4 separate regions of the Zea mays genome follow, and regions 2, 3 and 4 are each linked to region 1. Evidence: chromatin contacts called from public Hi-C data. All regions are on one chromosome and are shown on one strand. Each heading gives the region's core, a stretch centred on a gene start, on an enhancer-like site or on the middle of the called end of the contact. The rest is flanking DNA. Distances are from core to core; before and after follow the strand shown.

The links. Hi-C and Micro-C count contacts between places; a contact is called where the count stands out from the background.
Region 2: a contact with region 1 is called in a Hi-C map of root tip, with 2.7 times the contacts expected there. The contact joins the promoter of LOC100272615 here to the promoter of LOC100284303 in region 1. A contact is called at or near these places in 4 of 25 Hi-C or Micro-C datasets (bundle sheath, leaf, root tip and 1 more).
Region 3: a contact with region 1 is called in a Hi-C map of tassel, with 2.9 times the contacts expected there. The contact joins the promoter of LOC103641996 here to the promoter of LOC100284303 in region 1. A contact is called at or near these places in 2 of 25 Hi-C or Micro-C datasets (ear and tassel).
Region 4: a Hi-C map of leaf shows a contact between it and region 1, with 4 times the contacts expected there. The contact joins the promoter of LOC100276690 here to the promoter of LOC100284303 in region 1. A contact is called at or near these places in 12 of 25 Hi-C or Micro-C datasets (bundle sheath, ear, endosperm and 3 more) and 2 of 3 datasets of contacts at active chromatin or transcription factors (leaf and seedling).

The regions. Positions count from the first base shown.
Region 1 is chr1:192,077,583-192,082,968 of Zm-B73-REFERENCE-NAM-5.0, forward strand. LOC100284303 (polygalacturonase inhibitor 2) reads right to left here and starts at 2,954. Exons shown (of 1, transcript NM_001157198.2): 1 at 1,546-2,954. The coding sequence starts at 2,919. The coding sequence ends at 1,633.
Region 2 is chr1:192,266,519-192,272,296 of Zm-B73-REFERENCE-NAM-5.0, forward strand. It overlaps LOC100272615, which reads right to left and starts at 1,463. Exons shown (of 2, transcript NM_001359663.1): 1 at 1,129-1,463; 2 at 1-145. The coding sequence starts at 1,416.
Region 3 is chr1:192,212,717-192,218,681 of Zm-B73-REFERENCE-NAM-5.0, forward strand. It overlaps LOC103641996, which reads right to left and starts at 4,611. Exons shown (of 7, transcript XM_008665309.3): 1 at 4,436-4,611; 2 at 4,227-4,333; 3 at 3,292-3,360; 4 at 3,093-3,151; 5 at 2,411-2,471; 6 at 2,273-2,326; 7 at 1,452-2,106. The coding sequence starts at 4,568. The coding sequence ends at 1,825. It overlaps LOC109943479, which reads left to right and starts at 4,917. Exons shown (of 2, transcript XR_002749676.2): 1 at 4,917-5,567.
Region 4 is chr1:191,856,412-191,862,510 of Zm-B73-REFERENCE-NAM-5.0, forward strand. It overlaps LOC100276690 (60S ribosomal protein L31-like), which reads left to right and starts at 2,486. Exons shown (of 2, transcript NM_001291563.2): 1 at 2,486-2,654; 2 at 3,438-3,950. The coding sequence starts at 2,566. The coding sequence ends at 3,717. It overlaps LOC100273018, which reads left to right. Exons shown (of 11, transcript NM_001147468.1): 7 at 173-299; 8 at 443-543; 9 at 847-985; 10 at 1,390-1,442; 11 at 1,583-2,030. The coding sequence ends at 1,660. LOC100382159 reads right to left here. Exons shown (of 8, transcript NM_001366774.1): 5 at 5,860-6,033; 6 at 5,487-5,675; 7 at 5,271-5,384; 8 at 4,577-5,178. The coding sequence ends at 4,834.

The DNA.
Region 1 (5,386 bases), core at 1,704-4,203:
AGCCATCAGGTCTTCCTTGATCAATTCCCAAAAGACTTGATAAAATTCTACTGGAAACCCATCAGGCCCTAGAGCTTTATTATGTTCCATCTGAAATACCGTGCACTTCTTCTACAGTAAAGGACGCTGTCAAAATCTCATTCTCAGAGTTAGTAACCTGAGGAATGTCATGAGTAAACGACTCTTCCAATTGTACTGTGTTCTGGTCTAGTTTCCCAAACAGACTTTTATAATATTTAGTAATATGTTTCTTCAGCTCTGTTTCCTCAACGTCTGTTCCATTATCATCTACTAATTTATAAATCATTTGATTTTTGGCGTTTACAATGGCTACCGTATGGAAATATTGAGTATTGTCATCTCATTGTAGAAGGTTTTTAACCTTTGCCCTTCGATACAGTCTGATTTTCGCTTCTCTCATGACAAGGGCCAATCTCTCGTTGAGGTAATATTTCAAAGATACCTCATCCGATGATAAACGAGTAGTTTGTGGGAGGCGGAGAAAGGCTGGACTGGGCTGCACTGGGAGCTTGATGTGGGCTTTCGAAGTGAATCGGGCTAGACTTGGTGGCCGATACGAAATGGGCTACCAATTGCGTTTTCAGACTTCCGTAGAGTTTTCACAACAACGACTTCGGCGAGCTCTCTAGTATTTTAAAAAAGGGGGAAATGATTGTCATTTTAATTAGAGACAAAAACTAGAAATTTTAAAACTTTAGCCAGATCTGTAAAGAAATTTTACCAGCATCAACTAAATAACTACATATTAAGACATAGTCCATGATTAACATTACCCAGCAACAGCTAGTGCATGGCCACTCAGCAGTAACCATTCATAGTCTGGTCGCGCTAGCTGTCGGTTGTTGAGTGAGACCTGCTTGGAATTTGAACTCTGCCTCTGCTAGTTATTTAGGCCCTGTTTAGCTCCAGAAAATTTTGTAGAGTTAATGGAGCAGATTATTAGGTGCTCCAGAAAATCGTAAAGCTGAAACGGTAAATGTTTAGAAGACATTTTGATAAGTCACTAGAGCTAGAAAGTGTAGTCATCCTAAACACCTCCTTATTTACGTTGTCGGTGGAGTAGGACGGCCGCATTTTTACAATTAATGAGAGCTGAGCACGCACTTGATGACGAACAGACAAATGCAATGGCAGAGCAACGAGGAGGAGTGGGGGGCGGTGGAGGAAGCGAAGGGCTGATAGACTCGGGAGTCGGGATGGGTGAACGTGTGCGTAAAATAACGCACGGACACGACAAGGCTGAGCATTAACCACACTTTTTTTTTTTTGCTTTCATTCGTTCAGACACATGGACAAACCCCAAGCGTGGCCCGGAAGCGAAGGGCCTGATAGACTCGGGATGGGTGAACGTGACGGCGACTCTAACGACACATCACGGACACGACATGGCTGAGCATTATCCACACACGAGCTTAATTTTTGCTTCCATTCGTTCAGACACATGGACAAACCACTAGCATTTTTAAAAAGTAAATAAAAGAAGATAAATAAAAAGAAAGAAAGAAAAAGACAGGCACATGCAGCACCGCGAAATCATCATGATGCATGTCATGTTAACCAAGCCGCACGAATATGTCTACATGCTTCCCGCGTATGGGCGGGCTAGGGGTGTCACGTGCACTTGCCGAGCGGGCCACCGCAGAGGCAGCTGTTGCCGACGAACGACTCGGCGCCGAGGCGGTCGAACGGCGGGCCGGCGGGGATGGTGCCGCACAGCCGGTTGTGGCTGAGGTCCAGGTGGCCCACGTACGCCGCCGAGGCCAGCGACCGCGGCACGCCGCCCGTGAGCCGGTTCCGCGATAGGTCCAGCAGCATGAAGTAGGAGCGCGGCGTGAACGCGTCGGGGACGCCGCCGCCCAGCGCGTTCCGGCTGAGGTTGAGCATCCCGAGCCCGCCGCTCCGAAGCAGGCTCGCCGGGACGCCGCCCGACAGCCGGTTCCCGCCGAGGTACAGCGTCGTGAGCACGCCGCTATTCCCGGGGCCGGCACCCAGACCCTCGGGGATCGCGCCCGTCAGCTGGTTCTCGGAGAGGTCGAGGTCGGCGAGCCGGGGCAGCGACGCCACCGACGCCGGGATGGGGCCCGACAGCCGGTTGCGCGCCAGCAGCGCGCGGCTGAGCATCCGGAGCCGGCCGAGGTCCGGCGGCACGCGCCCGCTGAGCCGGTTGCCGGCGAGGTCGAGGTGCTTGAGCTCGGTGAGCGACGTGAGCGACGCCGGGATGCCGCCGGACAGCTGGTTGCCGGCGAGGTTGAGCACGGCGAGGCGCGACTGCCCGCCGCCCAGCGGCGGGACGGCGCCCGTGAGGCGGTTCCCCGGGAGCTCCAGGACGCGGAGGTACGGGAGCGACGTGGCGACGCAGGCCGGGATGGGCCCCGAGATCCGCTTCCAGTCCGCCAGCACCAGCGTCGAGAGGCGGTCCAGGCGGCACACAGCGTCGGAGACGTACCCGGACATGACCCCCGACGCGGGCCGCCCCGCGGGCGCCATCACCGCGTCGTCGGCCTCCCCGCGGAGGGACAGGTCCGCGACGCGCCCCGTGGTCGGGTCGCAGGCCACGCCGTACCACCCGGCGCAGCAGTCCGTGCCCGCCGCCCACGTCGAGAACACGCCCAGCTGCCGCTCCTCCTCCGACAGCGCCGCGCGGATCGAAAGCAGCGCGTCGCGGTCCGCCGCCGAGCACTCCGACGCGGCCAGCTGCGTCAGCGAGGCCAGGGCGGCAACAACCACGAGCGCCACGGCGGTGGCTGCAGATGCCATTGCAGGCTTTGCTTTTTTGCTTGGGCGGGACGCGGGGAGTGGACGACAGTGCTCGGTGAGTGGTGACGAGCTTCTGAAAGAGATTATAGTAGAGAGGGTGGCAGTGGCACTGGTGGGCTGGTGGCAGTGTGGGTGTGGCATGCATTGACGGTTTTGTCCTCGCGTCCGCTAGCATTCTGAGCTAGAATGGGGCACGTGCATGCAGCTGCAGCTGCCCGGCGGCGAGGCGACTTTACCTCGTTGCCAAAGCTGTGTCTCTGCGACTGCGAGGTGCGTCACTGTGCTGGTCGCGGGAGGGAGTACCGAGGAATGATGGCACGATCTGCCCGCACCAAACTAGATTGAATGCTGCAGCCGTCTGGATCTCGACCGGGCAGAGGATCCGTCGCCGGAGCTGATCATGATCATGATGCTGGCGTCCACGCCGTAGCCCCCCGGCCCGGCCGATCAAACCCGATATCGTGTGTGATGGCGACGACGCGGCGATGGTGGCGCCCCATGCAGGGCCAGGACCGCGCCGGCGTCGACCGTGCGTCAGGAGACCCAGGAGTCCAGGACCATCGTTGCCCGTCGGCGCACCGTCCCGGTCACGCCCGACGGTGCTCTTACAAGATCTTGTAGACTCGTGCGTGGCTTGTCTGTCAGCGATGTGCCGTTTATATGCTAAAATTCTTCTAACTTAATTACGATGATGTATGTTTTTTTACATGTTCGGTAAAAAAGGCGACCTTTTTAAATTAGATCTTCAAGCACGATTAAAAAACAACATCTTTAGTTACATCTTTCGTTCGTAGACCGTCGGTTGGGCAGACAGGCAGCGCATGTGGCGTGGGTGTGGCCTTCTCGTTGCTCTGCTGCGTGCTCGTGAGGATGGCCAGCCGGCTGGCCTGGTGCGGGGTGGGCTGCACACGTAACCGCGCACATGGATATGGATGGGTGGGTGGGCTCACCGGCGGTGCACGTTCGTCTGCATGCTCTAATTTGATGTGAACGAGTGGCCACGTGGCAGAACCAGTGCGGCGGCGGACTGGGTCAGAAGAGTCGGGACCGGACCTGGGGGCTGGGGCCCAGGGGCAAAGCGTGCCGGCGGCACGGTAGGCCTCTAGCGCTCACGTCACGTGATCCCCGGGCCCGGAGTTAAGGGTCGGTCGGTCGATCGGCGCCCAAACTTGGGTTGCAAGGGAACGGGGAGTCCCAGCAGGAGTACGTGCTTGGCTGCTTGCTACTGCGACTATATACATGAACGAGCAGTTCTTTTTTTTCTTTCTTTTACTGTAAAACGCAGATATGTCCGGCAGCCATGCATGCAGGAGGGAGGGAGAGAGGGGGACCGGAGGACCATCCTTTGCTGCTAAAGCTGAAAGACGACGAGCTGCCTGCATGCAGCATGGATCCCGCCATTTGCTCGTAGCTTCTTTACCTCCTTCCTTTCTCTCCGCGATTCTTTAATCTTTAGTGGTGACGAAGGGGCTTGTTTTAATCTTTAGTTACGATGTCAGATCATACTAAGATCTTGTTTCCACATCAAACTACTCAAATACATACATACTAGAGTGAGTACATAAACATCTACTAGTTGAGTGCCCGTGCGTTGCTACGGAAATCATATAAATCTGTGTTTTCTACTATGCAACGCGAGGGATAGATATTATTAGAAGTCATTTTTCTATCGGACCTAGTGGAGTACCCGTGGGTTGCTACGAAGACCATACAAATCTATGGGTTGCTATCGAACCTAGTGGAGTACCTTTTGTGTTTTTAGACCGATTTTTATTTGATGATCTTGTATGCACTTGAATGGCATAATATTTGCATCTTCGATGTTGAGATCATCTACATGAGAATTAATGTGTATGTATAATGTGTTTTATGGTTAAGAAAATAAAGAAGAAAATGCATGAAAACAAACTTTAAGCAAAGCAAACAAAAGGTTAAGAAAATTAATGTATTTCATATTATTTTAAATAGCGGGGATTTTCAACATGAAATACATATCCATTACTAATTTCACTATTTATATCAGTTGGACATGATTGGACATGATGCTTGTCAATCTCAATTTCTGTTATGTACATAACTAAAGCTACTTCCTGCCACAAATCTCAATACGTAGTGTGCTGGTTCTTCAAGCTTTTTGCAAGGATCACAAATTCTAATAGGTGAATCACCTTGTCCACGTAATATCATCCTTTGCTGGGTACAACTGCTGTAGAACAAGCCTCCACATCTTTGGCAATGATACTACATATTAAATCAAATACACAAAAGTTAACACAAATCTTGTTGAGATCGTAATGTTAATGAAGTTGACCTTTCAATTGAATGAAAAATTCAGAAGAGCCAAATTAAGCTTCGAATTAATAAAACAACAAAAGGAGGGGTGCACATCTATTCAGAATACCATCACTGCAACAGGAAAAAACAAGAGAAATGAACATAACAACCCTGACACTGGGATGCACCCACCACGTAGGTGGTGCCTCATATGAACGGCTTCGGTGGCAACCCAATCTTTTTCAACATAGCCGACTATATGGTAGAGTAGAACGATCAAGGTTCTCTCAATGAAGCATAAAGTTTAAAATGAGACAGCATCATGTGTGAATTC
Region 2 (5,778 bases), core at 213-2,712, 190 kb after region 1:
TGCGGTTGTCGAAATCCGAGAACGCCACCTCGTCTTCTAGGCCATCATGATCATGGTCCAAACCGATGCCGCTCCAGTTCTCGGACAGGCTCCTGTTATCTTGGCGAATGTAGTTCGTTCCACCCAAGTGCTCTTCATCATAAGTCTGGGAATTCATCAAAGCAAGCAGCAAGGTTCATGTTAAAACAGCACGAACTGGAAACCGAAAGTACAGCATCATGAAGCAAAACGTGCACGATCCATGGGAAAATGTTGTACCAGCAGCAGGCAACACATTGAACACAACCATTTAATGTTTTCGTAATTTCAATGGAGGCATGGTACTAACACCATGCTGGTCAATTGATTCTTCATGTTTGCGAGTGTGAGTCAGTACACTCTACTTGTAAGCTGGCATCCCCGGCCAGTTCTGGGTCATTGTGGTTGTGGCCATCCTCCCTTGTGGTACGCTGCCCTTAAAAATCAATTGGTCAAGCACATCGATTTTTAGAGTCCAGGAAACCATGGATTTTTAGTTTTTTTTTAAAAAAATGTAATGACGTTCCACTATGCAGCAGAACAACCTTTTCAGACATCATCCTGACAGCTTAAACAAAGCTCAGTCTAATGCCGAGGAAATGGCCCATCATGCTCCGCCAAAGCGTATGAGTAGGGTGTTCTTATATCCTGACAGAAAACAAGTTGAGTAGCAAAACCACGCTCATTCCTCGGCAGCTGGGAGTCCAAAAAATGAGATTTATCTTCACGAATCCTTGGTTTTTTTTCCTCCATCTAGTTGGGAGTTGCCGGGAACACCTAGACAGTAGAGGTTGATCGACCTACAGCCTTGCTTCAGTAAAATGAAATGCAACCGAGTACCCGCCTATGCTGTTCTGGGCTTGTAGCATGACTCCAACCAAACCCCATCGACCGAACTGGAACCTACGCCTCGAAATCCTAAGGTAGCCTCGCTCGCAAAAAAACATTGTCGCAACCATCTAATCGAACAGCCGCAAAATCTACGGAAAACACCGGCATGACGGAAAGGCAGGGCACGCGGATCCGGCAGGAAAAGAGGCACCTTTGGAGTTCTGACACACAAACACTTCCCTGGTGCAAGAAGTTTCAGAGGCTCGCCGGTCCGCTTACCGGCGCAAACACGGGGTAGTCCTCGGCGGCCGTGGCCAGGGGGGCCGGCGCCGGCGACGCGGCCGGCGGCAGGCGGATGACGGCGGGGCTCCGGCTAGCGCTGGCGTAGGCCCCGGCATTGGACGCGGCGGCGGCGGCGCCGCCGCTGCTGCTGCCGCCCTGGAGGAGCGCGGCGTGGAGCGCGCGCAGCTCGGCGGCCTTGGCGACGGCGGCCTGGATGTCCAGGCGCGAGGTCGGGAGGTATGCGGCGGACGAGGAGGAGGCGGAGGCGGTGGCGTCCGCGGCCATGGCGCCGGCGCGGGGTCAAACCTCAAAGGCCGGTCACTTGGGCTGCGCTGCAATTACTGCGGCTGGCCAGAGGCGGCGGGGGGGCGCTCTCGTCATTGGGGGGCTGGAAATCAATGTAGTAGTGGAGATCGAGATACTGTGGATGCCGTGGCGGAGGCAGCGAGGGGAAGGAAGGAAGGAATAATGGTTCGTTCCGTTCCGTCACTCCTGGCTGGTTTTGGTTGGCTGTTTTGTTTTTAGGGTAGGGAAATATTGGAAGAGTGCATCTTAAGGCAGGGCAGGGCCATCATTCAAACCCCCTCTCCATTCTGCTATCATCAGATTTGTGCTCACGGGATACTAGAGAGCATAGAAGCACCTTGGCTCTCTGTAGTACTCTACTCCAGGCTTTGTGGCTTTGTGCGTGCTTGACGACTTTTTGCTCACAAGGCATTGTACGTATGCTTTTGTTTCCGCTGGATATCCAGGGGGGAAAATATACTGTGTAAAAAATGAAGCCGAGCCGTACCTTTCCAGCTTTCCTTTGTCTTGTGTCCTCGCGTGCTTCCGGTGTAGTTTCTGTCTGGCTGTCTTCCTCTCTCTCCTTCTCTGCGTTGGAGCTGAGAGAAACGGATCAGAAACCGACCGTCATCATCGTCGGTCCAACACCGTGTGTCTGTCTGAGAAGAAGGAGATGCTTGCCGACGCAAGTGCCGAGAAAACGAGGCACGGGGAAATCTAGCCCCCACTGCTTCCTTGGGCTACATGCATACGCCTCTGCCCGGGGGGTCGTCGTCGGTTTCGTTGCGGGCGCGCGCACCGCGACGCACGCGGCGGCAGCCTTTTCCTTCTGCCGGGACCGGGGAACACGCACGGCGGCATGGGCCGAGCGACGTGTGGGGCCATCGTGGGAGGGAGTGGACAGGACACAGGAGACACTTGGGACTGGTGGAGTGATGAGTGGGGAAGCAACACAAAGCAATGGGCAGCAGCAGGCCAGCAGCAGGAGGAGCCGCGGCCGCGTGAAAGCAGCAATGGGAGCACGCTGCCGCTGGCTCCCTGCGCCTGCGCCTGCGTCGTCGGCGTCGGGTCTTTGTCCCTGCCGTTTGCAACGCCGGTGGGCCTGCGCTCTGCTCTGCCCGCGAGCTGCAGCATGTTTCGCCGCTCAAGGTAGCTGATAGGCCCGAAAACGTGGCAAAGGCCTAGCCAGCACGCTCCATTTCAATTCCTCGGGTCGGTGCAGTGCAATGCAACAACGGTCAAATCAATCTAAAGAGACAGGCTCCTTCGTAGATCTGTTTTGAACTGACACCCTTTAATGTCTAATAGGCTGGATGACCATGGTTCCAAGCCCAATATGATAGAGACTAGAGAGCCACACGTAAGACATCACTCTCACCTAGTACCATTTTAAAGAAAGATCAACAACCAAACAAGCTATAAAATAAGATCATGCCCCCTTTTCAACTCATATATTTTTTGTCCTCCTAATTAAGATAAAGCGTAATATTTCTCTTATCGGTTAATATCTTATATATCGGCCATATGTTGATTTTAATATTAAACCTTTTATAGGTATTAAATATTATTGTGTGGTATTGCAGTGCATACCATTGTACTAGTCTCTACTACTTTAAAACACCAGCCTCGTACGTCGTGCGTCACATATGAAGTGTGTAGGCTGTCATGACCTATCTCTCTCCCTCGTTTCTGTTGGGCACCAAAAGTGACCTGCGGATGGATCGGCCCGGTCCCGAGGTCGGACGGTCCGCGCGCGCGTAGAGAGATTTATTTGTAACGAGTCCAACCCCCTCCTCTATAAATATAGAGGAATACGACCGATTTGTACATCATCAATCGAATCAATAATCAGTTTATCTCTCGTTTTTTCCTTAGGCATTAGGAGTAGTTCTAGTTTAGCCTCTCAATCCCCAAATTCTTTGCTTCTCTTCGGCTCTACGTCGATTAGAGGTGTCTATGTCGGCCTGCTGACACTAGACAACACCTATAATCTCTTCTCCCAATGGTGTCCCTCCCGAGAGCGAGATTCAGGCGCCGTCGACGAACTCCGCCGCCCCTGCGCACGCGCGGACCGTCCTGCCCGTCAGGAAGGGAACCCAAGCCATGTACCAGGTCACGGACCGTCTGACCACTGGCCGCGTCCGCGCCTGTGCAGAGAGCACCGCCGCCGGTTCTCAACGCAGTGATTGGCGGCCAGATCGTTGCTAACAGTTTCCTCACCTAACAGTAACAAATGGGCCAAATAAGATATTACACCAACACGACAGAAAAACCACACACAGAACAACGTTCTCATATAGTACCACATCACTTTCTGAAGGAACTCGAACGACCAAATGAGCTATAAAAAAGGTGTGGCTCATTTTGGCTAAGATAAAATGTGATATTTATTGCTAACAATTTAGTATCTTATATGTGAACCAAATGTTCACTTCATATTAAACCTAATTTTTATGGTTATTAAATATAATCGTGTACCGGCGCATTACACGTGCATTTAATATTTTCTTTACAACCGTCGTTGTTAGTAAAAAAAGACACAAGCCGATACAATGTGCAAAGGGAAGGGAAACAATATATTTCTCTCTCATTAACTTTTGTCGTAGTCTGGTTTTACTGCTCTAAAACTATACATCTAACCCATGAACTCTAAAAAAACACGAATTACCTCAATGTTATGTTTAGTGATTTTTGGAGACAGTTCTTCTTTTTAGGTAGAAAACTAAGGACATTAAACCGTAGAGAATGTCTCCAAAGTTACAAAACCTAAAAAATAAGAGAGAGAAGATTGTGAAACAATGATTCCAAATAAAATATTTGGATACGCGAAAATATATTTAGATGCCTTTTTAAGGGAATATATTGAATGCAAACTACGTTTTGGTGCAAACCCCGTGCAAATCTATTAAAAAACTTTCAAAAAATTCTAAAAAAGCATGAATGTACATATGAGCTTACCTCATATATATATATATATATATATATATATATATATATATATATATATATATATATATATATATATATATATATATATATATATAAAATTTCATGGTCAAATTCATCTTACTCTAGCAGTTACAAAAAAGATAATTTTTGGTGCATTTGAACTATTACTAATTATTAGAATTTTTGTCTTTTTTGTAACTGCTAGAGCAAGATGAATTTGACCATGAAAAATTTTGTATATAGATGAGGTAAACACAGATGTACATTCATGTTTTTTTTCAATTTTTTTGGAACTTTTTTAGTAGATTTGCACGGAGTCTGCATCAAAACATGATTTGTATTATATATGTTCCCTTCTTTTAATTATATACATTTATTAATTATATACATTTAGTTCTAGTAAGGTTATACTACAGCAATAGTGGAGAGAAATAAAATGAACTTTTTTTCAGCAGAAAAGGCAGCACCAGCCGGGCGGCCGGGCCTGTAACCACCGCACGGAGTGGATCTGATTTCGCACCCGGGCCAACTCAACGGCCCAAAGACCGTAGGAAGTGGATCCATTCCGTAAACCTCCAAATGGGCCGGCATCTTCCTTCCTGCTTGTCAGCTTGTGTGTGTGTGGGGGGTTCCTGTGGAAGATACGTCGAACCTGGACGCTTAGCTCAAAATGGCGTCCAAGTTCAACGAACCGCCGCTACTGTACATGGAAATGCAGATGTGACGATTGGCCGGGGGGCATTCCTGCGTCTCGAAAACGGAACGGGTGGAGACTGAATCAGCAACGCATCGTCGTCGTAATGGCAAGCGATAACAGCGAGCGTAGCAATCTTTTTTTTTCTTGTCTTATTCACGGCCAAAATCCGGTGATGATGTCGAAAAACGCGAGGAATGCCGCCGTCACGCGTGAGATCGGCGAGGAATGCCGGCTCGTTTTTTCTCTCCACGTCACGAGACAAAACAGGAACAGCTTGGTTTCCCCGTGTTTGAGCTGTCAGTACAAGGAAAAGGAATTAACCCCGAGCACTTTGGCTCTATCCGATAGTAATTTTGATTTAGGATTTGCTTCGATTTTTTTTTGGTAAATGAAAAGATTTGCCTCATCTGGTATATATAAAAATCACGAGAACACAGAGGACGGTCGGTTTCTCGCTTTTGAAGGATGGAGATGCCTGTGGGTGTGGCCAGGATAAATTTGGCCCGCTATGACGGAACGGAACGGTTCTCCGCTGCAAAAATCAAAACGATTCTTTTCTATTTTTATAGATAGAAGATGAAATCCTGCGGTTATTACAAATAAATAACAGCATCACGCCTGGCACAGCTCAGTAGTCCGTGATCTTCCGTGGAAGATGAGGTGTGGCCTACCTCACACGCCACTGCGCGGTGCGCGCAGACGGGCATCGCGCCACG
Region 3 (5,965 bases), core at 3,361-5,860, 140 kb after region 1:
AAACATATTTGGAAAGGAAAAATACCTCCAAAAGTTAAGGTTTTCATGTGGTTACTTGAAAATAATGTGCTGTTGACAAAAGAGAACATGGTTAGGAGAAATTGGAATGGAAATTCTTCCTGTGGTTTCTGTGATGAGTTTGAATCGACCACTCATCTTTTTTTAATTGTCATACAGCCAAATGTGTGTGGGGAATGGTTGCTAAATGCTTTAATTCCAATGTTGTTCCTAGAAACTTACATCAATGCTGGGTTTGGCTTGATAATAATTTGGGTGATGCCAAAGAGATTAGCACTGTTTGTGCTGCTGCCATCTGTTGGGCAATTTGGAAAGTTAGAAATAATGTGTGCTTTCAAAACATTGTGGTCAGCTCTCCTGTCGAAATTGTGTGTCATGCTTGTGCATTGATCTTTAACTGGGCAGGTTTGAGCAAGAAAGAGCTGCAAGATTTACTTCAGGACGGGGCCAAGCTTCTGCTGAAAGCTGCAAATGCGAGGAATCCTGGGAGAGAGCTTCAAAGGCACGCTGATGATGACGACCAGAGGATGGATTTGGAGTAACCGTCGGTCTCTGGGTGCTGGATAGCTGATATGTGGCTTGGGTCCCCTTTTTATTGTCAGTCCTGTTTAGACTGCTTTATGGTTTTTGCGCTGTGTCGCAGTCTGATGCTGTTTTCTGCTTGATGTCGTGAATTTAGACATTGCCTGGTAGATGTCCTTGACCTGAATCAGGTCGGTTATATTTTTCTCACTGTGTGTGGGTGCTTGGTTGCTGTGGCAGCTGGTCCGTACTTTGTATTTCTGTTATGCAAGTAATAGAAATGGAGTTTCTCCGGTCGAAAAAAATATATAAATAATCATAAACAAATAGTTTAGTGGTATTTTGGAATTAACATAGAAAATAACGATTGCGATGTCCTCTATTAAAAAACTTTCTTGACACATTTTTTCCAGCGAGCGTTGTTATTGAATATCTTAGATTTTTTTTCCAGCTAGCGACATATTTCATGGTAGGAGACTAGGAGTGGTAGGATACAATTGAATATTGGATGCATTGGTTCAACCCTGCAGCGTTATAATATAAATAGGCTGGTACATTTATTTGTGTCACGAACTGTACTAGGGTCGAAATCGAAACAGTGGCGGTCCAGCTGGAGAATTCGAATGCTGTTTCCTGACGCATTCACGGGTTCAATCCCGAACACGTTGGAGCGTTTCAGAACCACCAATGTGCCATGCTGTTCGGCGTTCACATAGGACAGCGAGGTGTTGCTGGGCTAGCTAGTAAAAACATTTACAAACCTCCAGCGCAGCCGACGGCCCAATAATTTCACTGGTCGGGGACAGCTACGGATAGGGTACTATCCGACCTGTGAGCTGCGTGACCAGAGGGACAAGGTTTTGAATGGCAGTAAAGCTCCCGCACCAACCTTCCTTCCTCACCACACACACTGACAGAGAAGCAACAGGACGCAGCGTCCAGTTGCAGTTAACAAAGCTTATGGTTCAGTAACCAGTACACACACAAAAAAGAAGTCAGAACGAGACCCCATCGCAGCATACTCTAATCACCTTCTGAGTTCTGACTGCGAAATTATACATGGCACTAAAACGATTCTTCCAAGCAGATCAGGTACACCATTTTGAATGAGCATGTCAACACCGTCTGGACAAGGACTCGGCCTGGAATTGAATTCGCAACAGAATCGTGCAGTGCGTGGTCCCTCCAGCTCAATCATGTGTCACGGCAAACAGTACACACACACACACACAAAAATGAGGTGATCAATGCGTGTAACGTGTAATTGTTCTCGGGCAGAGGTTTTCACGCATAAATGTCCTCTGCCGGGAAAAGCTCCTGCGCCTCCTCTGGGAGCTCATCAGGCTGGTACTGAAGCTGTTCATAGTTCAGCTGTCTAGCGGCTTCGTACAGCGCGACTCCGACGCTGACGGAGAGGTTCAGGCACCGGACGTAGGTCTCCACCATGGGAATCCGGAGGGTCCCGCCGCCTAGGCCTTCTCTGCAGCAATCCTCGAGGGCTTGCTGAGGCAACCCTTTTGTTTCGGAACCGAAGACTAGCCAGTCCCCTGGCCTGTAGGAGAAATCCTAATTTCAAAACACGGGACAACATTAACCAAGTGAATGTGTACCATTTCCGTAAGAAAATCTTCGGAATTGCAGATTAGTTCAGATATACCCACAGCGACAGTTTTCATTGTGGCGACGGCGAGGATATACTACAGTCCTACTTGAAGAAGCAGCGGCTACTTACTGAATGGATGTGTGTGCCTCTTTTGGTGAACGCCAACAGCCTTTTATCTCCTTCCTAATGGGGCCAAAAGAACGTGATGATGCTGAAAAGTAATCGGCAGTTAAATATACGGGAGAATAATGGATAATCCAACATCACCTGTTTCATGAAATAATCACAGAAGTGGTCCCAAGAGTCATGAATCTTGACAACAACGTATCTTAAAGGCAGCGTTTAAGGAAGAACACCGACGTCTAATTTCTAAGTGCATATTAAAAACAACATATGGAAGGGCGGGCCTGGTGCAGCGGTAGAGTCTACCGTCTGTAACAGGAAGATCCCGGGTTCGAGCCCCAGCCTCTGCATACTATGCGGGTAAAGGCTTGACGCTTAAAGATACTCTTTCCCAGACCCCGCACAGTGCGGGAAGCCTACGGCACTGGTACGCCCTTTATATTAAAAACAACATATCTAGGGGAAAAACCAAAACATCTTATAATTCGGAACGGAGTGACTAATTCTTTCTATTTCAAATAGCATTTTTTATATCTATTAATCATCAAACTGCCATGGGCGTACCCAGTGCCGTAGGCTTCCCGCACTGTGTGGGGTCTGGGGAAGGGTATCTTTAAGCGCCAAGCCTTACCCGCATAATATGTAGAGGCTGGGGCTCGAACCCGGGACCTTCCGGTTACAGATGGTAGGCTCTACCGCTGCACCAGGCCCGCCCTTCAATCATCAAACTACCATGTTGTAGACAATATCAATGTCCTACTGGACCTATATTTCAGGTGGGGGCCCAATATATAACTGATAAAATATACATCCAAGCAAAGGATACGGCCAATAATCCAATCCCGCGCGCTTCAACTTCGTGTCGTCTACCTTATAGCCTAATGGCTGGAAGGAGAAAAACCAGGCATGTTTCAGTTAACAACAAAACACTGTAGATGGATGAAAGACATGGGGCAAGAAAGATGCTGCTGCATCAAGAACCCCTTACTAAATAACACAGAAAATAATCCAGAGACTAACCTTACCCCGACAAGATGCAGGCCAACTGCAGATGCTGCACATGTCCTTGCAATGGACCCTGTATTTCCTGGTATCTGTGAAGTAGTCACCCATAATTCAGTAACGACAGCATAAGCAAGTCAAAAAATCAAGTTAATAGTGTTATATTGCAACTAGTTACTAGTTTGCAACACTAGTATGGCATGCCTTAATCCAGGTAGTATTGCACGGCAAATATATAGTTACTGGCAGGGCCGACGGCAGAGAGAGGCAGAGGGGGGCAATGTCCTCCCCTAATCCTTTCCTAATTTTATAGAAGTCATTATCATTAAATTTCTTAGCTAATCACCCTAAAAATAACGCAAAATACCCTCTAGCGGCCCCTCTCAATCTAGTTTGCCCCCCCCCCAACCAAACTTTAACTCTGGCTTCGCCACTGGTTACTAGCTTACCCACTCACCCCAACCAAACTTTAACTCTGGCTTCAACCTATTGTCCACCGAGCAAAACAGCAGGTAGATTAGGATATCTTGTATTATCCATTCAACACATGTTATATGGTATTGTTCATGTGGTGTACGATTTAAAGTAGTAGAGTGCCGTTCTGTGTCTGTAAAAACAGATTAGACTAGACCCCCTCTCTCTATCTCTATATTTATTTGTATGCCGACAGATCATACAAGGGTTAGAGTTATTCTCTTCCGTATGATGAACCGAATCTATCAGATTTAGGCATCCTCACACGTGGGAAGTTGAACAGACAATATCATCACAAGGCGCAGTGCGCCACTCCCAACTCTTCTTATACAACCAGTGACCGTATAATTCGAGCTCAAAATGGAAGACAGACTATATATCGCATCCCATTGCATCAATAGGATAGAACAGCAGTCGGCCACATGAACGAGAGAGCTGAAACCTCAAAAAATTAAGGCAGCAGTTAGTACTTACTACCACTTACCAGCGGCGAGACGAGCACGACATGGAGCATCCTCCTGGCGCGCGCCACCTCGACGCCGCTCCCCACGGGGCCACCCGCGGCGCCATTCCCATCTCCATTAACAGCGACTGCAGAGACGTTTGCGAGCGTGGGGAGGGACGTCAGATACACAGACACGCCGGAGCGGTAGGAAGTGGAGGGGGGAAGTGGGGGAATCCCTTGCCACTCACGGGAGCAGAAGGCGGCCATGCGGCGCTGGCGCTGGCGCCGGAGCCGGGTGGCACGCGCGGCCGCGAACCCACCGAGGCCACCGCCGCCGCCGCCGAAGTAGCGGTGGCCTAGCGCGCGCAGGCCGGCCTCCATCTGTTGCTCTCGAATAATCCGACAGCGATCGGAGGGATAAGGCGGAAGGGAAACGGGCCGTGGGCCTTCGGTCCGAACTGCTTTGTGCTGCAGTGATGGGCTCCCGGGTTCGTCGCTACGGGAAAATGTGGAGTGGGCCAGCTGACTGCTCTGGACACGGTTCACGTCGAGCAGCCACGGAATGAGGAAGAGGGGCACCAAAACAAAAAGTCGCTCGAAGCGAGTGTGCCGGGTCCAGTCCAGCCATCGCGGTCCTCCCCTGTATTGAGCACCTGTCCTGTCCTGCATACCCAGAGATAGATTGCGCTGCCTCCTCTTTCTTCTGAAATGGCAACACACTCAACCTCCCATAAATGGCCGATATATAAACACGACACGCACACCTAGGTAGCTAGCCACTCGCCACCCACGCAAGCGAGCGAGCGACGCCGAGGCGCGCAGATCGGAATCCCCGCCCCCGGTTCCTCCTCGCTCATCACGCCGTCCACCGGCTACCGGAAATCCACGTCCCACAGCCGGCTCGTTGCGCTCGCAAATGGCCACGAGGGCCGCGGAGGCGCCATCTCCCCCGCCGCCGAGAGAAGAAAGGACATGAGCAAACTCTAGATAGCGAAGCGGTTGGGCTTCCTCCTGATCTCCTCCCGCAGCTCCCGCTCCAGCCTGCACCTGCGAAACACGAGGGAGATGCCTGTGCCCCTCTCTCCCCTGACGCCCCTCCTTCCCGCGCCCCTCCCTCCCCCACCACCTCTTCCTCCACCTGGGTTGCAGGGGCTCTCACGCAAAGCCCAGAAGCCGGCGAGCAGAAAATCTCATTCTCCCTGGACAAATTCGCAAAAGAGCAACGCAGGGGGAAATCGGCCTGGTTCGTGGATTCCTGAAGAGCATGGATGGGCCGTGAAAGCGGATGACCCGAGGAAGGGGCAGCCAAGGTGTCTCGACTCGGGCTCCATCTCCAGGGGGTGGATCGCAGCCCAGAAGGCTGGCAACAAGTTGAACGAGGTAGGGTTTCCTCTTGATCTTATTGGTGCTCGATCCCCAGAACACCTGTCCGTGCTTCTAGCTTCGCTGTGGGCGCTGCCTACCCACAAGCGGAGAGTTTCTCTGGAGGGTGGCGATCCATCCCTTTCCGCCCGCCAGACTTTGGTCCTCAGCCAGGAGGGGGAGGGGGTGAGCTCGCTGGTGAAACTTCAGAGAAGATGGACCCAAGGCTGAAACCCTCACAGTGGGATCGGTGGAACTCTAAGGAGGCGAGGAATCCACCCAATGCTTGGGGAAGACACCGCAATATGAGCTGGCGACTCCGACCCTCACACGTGAAATCTGAGGGAGAGGTGATTGGATCATCATCTGGTGACATGAATAACCCAGGTAACCCTAAATCCCCGACTCTCCCTGGG
Region 4 (6,099 bases), core at 1,236-3,735, 220 kb before region 1:
TTCCTTGTGCTGGATATTTTGCTTAGCAAGTAGCAACAGAATTTCCTTGTGCTGGATATTTTAGGCTTTTAGAACACTAAAGGCTTTGTCCTTCTGCATATGTTTTGCACTTTCAGTTCTGTGGTTCTTGTTGATTAGTGATATATTCTTTCCAACTGATCTAAATTTGTAGGCTTGGACAGGAGCCTCATCAATACCTGTTGCTTTAGTATCCATGCTTTCAAGGTTACCAAACATCAAATTTGTTATTGTAACTCTGGGGGAGAAAGGTTGCTTGATGCTTGAGAGAAGCAGTACAGGTTAGTCTTCCGTTGCTCTGTGTGTTAATGTTAGCTAAGTATTTGAGATAAGACATGGATATAGGGGATTATGTATTCAGTCGACAAAGGATCCAGTGATATATTTCTTTCTTTCTTTTTTTTTGGAAAAAAACACGTTGCAGATGCTTCTGAGGCAGGGGAAATAGATGCAGAGGCTTTATTCGAATCACTAGAGAAGAGCATTGATCAGAGTTCTACTATACCAAAATGTGTTGCTTCCAAGGTATGATGCCTTATAATGCACATGGGCTGGGTGTATTTTTTTCCACACATAGGTATATTCCTCTATCAACTTGAACTATATGTACAGATATAATCGCACTGTAGGAGCTGCAATACACGTTTTTTTTTGTTTGAAAATTAAAATTGAAATATGGAGCAGCACACACATCAAAATCTCTGCTTCTAGACTAACACATTTTTTTGGAGTATAGCAGCGGCAATATGTATGATATTCATGGCTCATGCTCGCAATTTTGAATATTATTTTTCTAACCCATTTCTTTAAGCTTCTGTTTGTTTTCAGTCAAACTTGAGAATAAGCGCGGATGGAGTAAGCTCGATAAGTGGCAGGTTACTTCTAGGTACGGCCGAAGTTATACCACCTGGTGAACTCGTAGATACAACTGGCGCTGGAGATGCATTCATTGGAGCAGTTCTATATGGTCAGTGTGCAATGTTTCCTTTTCCACGCCACATATTGCTGCAAAAACTGGTTCTTCCATTTATTAGTGCTTCTATTTTGTTGGTGAAGCTAGTCAACTTCCTTTTTTTCTGAAATCAGTTGTGGCAAGCTAAGCAATTACTTTCCTGTGTTATATCGATAATGGTCCGTACCTAAGTTGTTGAAGTTCCTCTTACATAACGCTCTTTACATTATCATAGTAACCAGTGCAGAACATTACGATACCGAAAACAAACACATCGCATCACCTGCTTGTATCCTACTGTTGTTTCTTTGTGGTGATGTGGTCTCAACCAGGAGTACTTTGTTTAGTTGCAAATGTGATTCCTGAGTCAGTTTTGAGATCTTTACTACTTGGCCATAAATTTTGTTCTTTTGGACTAGGTTTATGCACCAGCATGCCACCGGAGAGGATGCTACCTTTTGCTGCACGAGTGGTAAGGCACCTTTCATAAATGTACTCTGTTGCAACTTGCAAAATACTTAGAGGAAGATGCCACGTGTAATTGCACATCAGAATGCATGGGTTGCTCGCCTTGTTCTCTTATAGATGGAAGTGTTTGTGTGCAATACGCAGGCTGGTTGTGGTTGCAGAGGTCTGGGGGCTCGAACCAGCCTTCCCCATCGCGCAGACCCACGCCTGGCTGGCTATTGATCCGAATTCAGAAGGGCTGCATCCTCCATGACCACCTGCCTGCACCCCGTCCAATGGTTGTGAATATTCCAGTCCCGATCAGATCAAATAAGTCATCAACTATTAGCAGCACATGAAGACTATCATTGTGATAGCTATTATTTTGCGATGATTATGCAACTATATGGTTCCAACTTGCTAGCTCCAGGCATACCAGGCCTGTGCACCTTTTACGGGTGTAGAAAGTTATACAAATTCCGATTGTCACGAGGTGTGGTGTGCCCTAATCAAAGCTAAAGGTGAAATTATCAAAACGATACAAAATCGATTGTAAAGAGGTCTTGAAGTTTAAGACCCATTAAATTTTCTATCAATAAATGTAGTCTAATGTATCTATCATTCACACAAATCTTCTTTTGCGACCCATGTCGAGACTCTATGCTTTTATGTTGTGTGTCTATCTAATATAATTATAAAGCTCACTATCTAAAAATCTAATACAATAAAGTATTCCCAAATTAGAATTCGTTGTAGTCTTTTAGTGGATTTATACAATAATTCATGTATTTTATACAATAATTGATTTATACAATAATTGATGTATTTTGTATATGCTTTTATGTTCGCTAATTTGGTTTAGCGCCTATTTTTGGATCCCAGTTGCTAAAATCAGCACTATGTCTAGATGCCAATTAGAAGGTGACATTTAAGCCACATACAGCCCACGGGCCACGGGGACCGAGCAATGGGCGCATGAATGGGCTAGCACACCATCCGGCCCATGTAGCCACGTCGTTCTGTGGGCAGCTCATATAAAATGCAACCCCAGTATCCGGTAGGGTTTTCCTCTCGCGCCGCCGCGGAACACAACACCGCACCACACTACCCAGCGGAATCCGCCCACCCGCACCCGGAGCAGAGGAGATATGTCGCAGGGGAAGGGAGGAGCGTCGAGGAAGGAGGAGGTGGTCACCAGGGAGTACACCATCAACCTCCACAAGCGCCTCCACGGCTGGTACTTCTCCCTCTGGCCACCTTGCTGCGGGGGCTGCACACTGTTCTCGCTGCGAGATCTGGCTCGCTTGCGAGATTCTTCGTCTCGCTGCTGATAGTATTTAGGCGCGGTAGCGGATGGTTTTTTCTATTCGATACTACTCGTAGACGAGATCTGGCTCAACTAGTGTATGTTCTGTGTGATCAGTTATATACTATTCGTACTCTGCTTAGGAGCACGAGGAGATGAAACAGTACGATGACCTTGCCTGCTTGTGGTTTGTAGTATTTGTAGCGGCACTGGTTTGGTATTTTCCTCATTTCATTTGCTAATTAGTTTGTCGAAAGGTAAATGTAATAGGCATCTAGCTCCGCCCTTTATTACCATTTGGAATTGCAAAATTTGCTGCCAGTTAGGAATTGATGAACCTATATTGAGAAGGCAGATATAGCCTGTATATGCTCAATTAACATTCTTATCAGGTAAAATTCTAGTGACTGTTAGAGTTTGCTTTTAACAAACCATGCAAGGCTTAGAAACCTCATGAATCATGACTAATGAGATAGTGTGCATTTCATTGATTTTGGCTTTGTCTATGTATGAGTATACTCAAATTGTTAAGCATGACTAGAAGGTTGGCTGCTTTGATCCAATGTGTTTTTTTCAGTTGCTGAATGCTTATCCAAGTGTCTTCTGTTATCTGCATGACCTCTCGTTCCTGCTTGACATTGTACTGTTACTGTAATTGAAGGTTACTGAATGCCGCGATCCCACTTCTTACCAACATTTTCTCATGTCTGGCAGCACATTCAAGAAGAAGGCACCCAACGCCATCAAGGAGATCAGGAAGTTTGCGCAGAAGGCCATGGGCACCACGGACATTAGGATTGATGTGAAGCTCAACAAGCACATCTGGAGCAGCGGGATCAGGAGCGTGCCGCGGAGGGTTCGTGTGAGGATCGCCCGCAAGAGGAACGACGAGGAGGATGCCAAGGAGGAGCTCTACTCCCTTGTCACCGTCGCGGAGATCCCCGCCGAGGGCTTGAAAGGGCTGGGGACCAAGGTCGTTGACGATACCGATTAAGCTGTCGCGTTATCTACATCTTTAGAGAGTTCCTAGTTTGTATTTGCAACAGCAAAACCTTTTGTATTCACAAAGTTGTCTATTTCCGCAACAGAATTGCATGGCTAGTTTTCTTTTCATTGCTGCTGCATCCTTTTCTTCATTATCGCCCCCTGGGAAGTCGCTGCTCATGGGACAAGTTTGGAAATCTCCATGTGTGGTGTTTACGTTATCAAGTTGTGTTCCTTGGATAACTTGTCAGTATGGTTTTAGCAACTTCGCCCTGTGATGGCTTGGAATCCCCCATTTCAATGGCAGGGTGAATTCTCTCTTTAGTGTTAGGGCTAATTTGTTAACCTATTTTTCCAAAGGATTTCTATTTTTTCAAGGGAAATTAGTTCATTTTCACTTGGGAAATGGAAATCCTTTGGAAAATGGGGGCCAGACTAGCCCTTAGCTGGAACATATATCCGACAGGCTTCGCTAAATTGTTTAGGTGTGCTGTGAGGACCTTTTGTTCACTAGTACAGTAGTACTCTATTGTGATGGGAATCCTAATTGATCAGCCATCACTCTCCTGGTGGCAGCTGGCTGCAAATGTTGTGGGGTTTTGGTTGGGGGGAGAAGACACCTTCAGCGAACTTGATCAGGGCACATCAAGCTGCATTGAACTTGATAGATGGGCGCAATCCAGAGTAGCCTTAGCAGATGGGGTGCCACCGTCGGTGCAAAGCAGCATTAGCAGCTGGGGAGTCACCGTCGGCGGCCGCCATCCGACTGCGACTGGTTTCCGTTGGCCCATCACCATACACACACATACACTGATATGTTAAGAATAGTGGCGACAGCTCAAAGGTAAGCGTCTCAAGTGCCCATCAGATTGGTAGGTGAAGAGAATGTCATATCATTATAGAATTTTAACTCAATACTGTATCTGTATCTTTGCCGACACCCTCTTTTGCTGCTATATACTACAAAAGAGCTAAGATACATAGGATCGTGGGAATGTACAGTACAAGGAAGTGTTGCATTTTTACTGTAGAGATTGCTGAAGACCCCACACAAATAGGCCTTCTTGTGCTCTCATTTGGGTGGCAGTAGAAGAGATTTTAGGTTTTACAGGCTCGTCATCATCCATCACCGTTGCTCCAGCCCCCATACTTCTCTTAGGAGCGTGTATCTTGTATTCTCCATGGAAACTCCTCTCCCAGCACTGAAGTGTGCCAAACCGTTCGACGGAGAAGGTGGGGCGCTCCTGTCGATTAGGGATGCGAGGGGAGAATCCAGGTCGTCAAGGTCGTCGTCACTGGTGTACCCTCTCCTCTGCACCATTGAGGCTTTCCTGTCCAGCTTCGCGCCACCTCCTATGTCTGCCGCTCTCTCTGCCGCGTCCAACGTTGAAGGTGTGCGGTACACTATAGGGGCAGCGGTGCACGGAAACACACTGGTCACGTCTTTGTTGGCGTGACGCTCCAGCAAGCTCTGCATAGCATATGTATATCAGTGCATTTGAGTGACATTGTCAGCAAGATGTAGTGTGCAAGGCTGGAGTAGAGAGAACGAGTGGAACAAACCTCGGAATTCAGCTCTTCTAAGACCGTGCTTGGAACCGGATCAGGGCAAAACTCATCTGGGGTGAAGTTGCACAGGATCCTAGTCACTAACTGAAGGCCAATTGAGGGACAAACCTAAGAAAGACATCAGAATGTTTAACTGCGACAGAAATTGATGGTTACGTAACAAGAGGAAGCAGTGTGGTAGTTTGTCAGCTGCTATGCACAAACACTGACCTCTTTCCTGATAGATTTTTCAAGGAGCATGTCCTTTGGGAGCATCAGGAGATCACTTAGCTCATTGAGAAGTTGAAACGATTTCGTTTCAGCTGCGGCTCTTCTTTCGTCTTCAACATCTCCTATGTCCTCAGAATCATCATGATCTATGCCAAGCTTATCTGTCAGCCATCTGGACCAGTTTCCAATCTGCAGTCATTTTATTTCATATAAATTCATTGTTTGGGGTGAGGTGTAATAGCAAGACCCAACTGTATTTGTATCTAATTTTGTTCCTTAGCAAGCTACATCCTAACAAACAGCCACATAACAATTACAACAGAAAAAAGGAACAGGTAGTAATGCATAAAAAACGAGTAAATTAGGCACGTACAGAGTTCTTCAGCTGCGCGCCTGACCCAAAGCTTAGATCACCAGCTGGAATTGGTAGGACTTTTGGGTCAACAATTGGGTCAGATATAGGGTCTGTTGGTATCTCACTTGCTGATTCACGTAGGATGGCATTGAACATGGCAACATCCAAACGGGCTACACACTGCTCCATCACCTAATAATGAAGAACTCGCAAAGTTCAGAAATATACTTGCAGTAACAAAAAGAACTGCTTATTCTT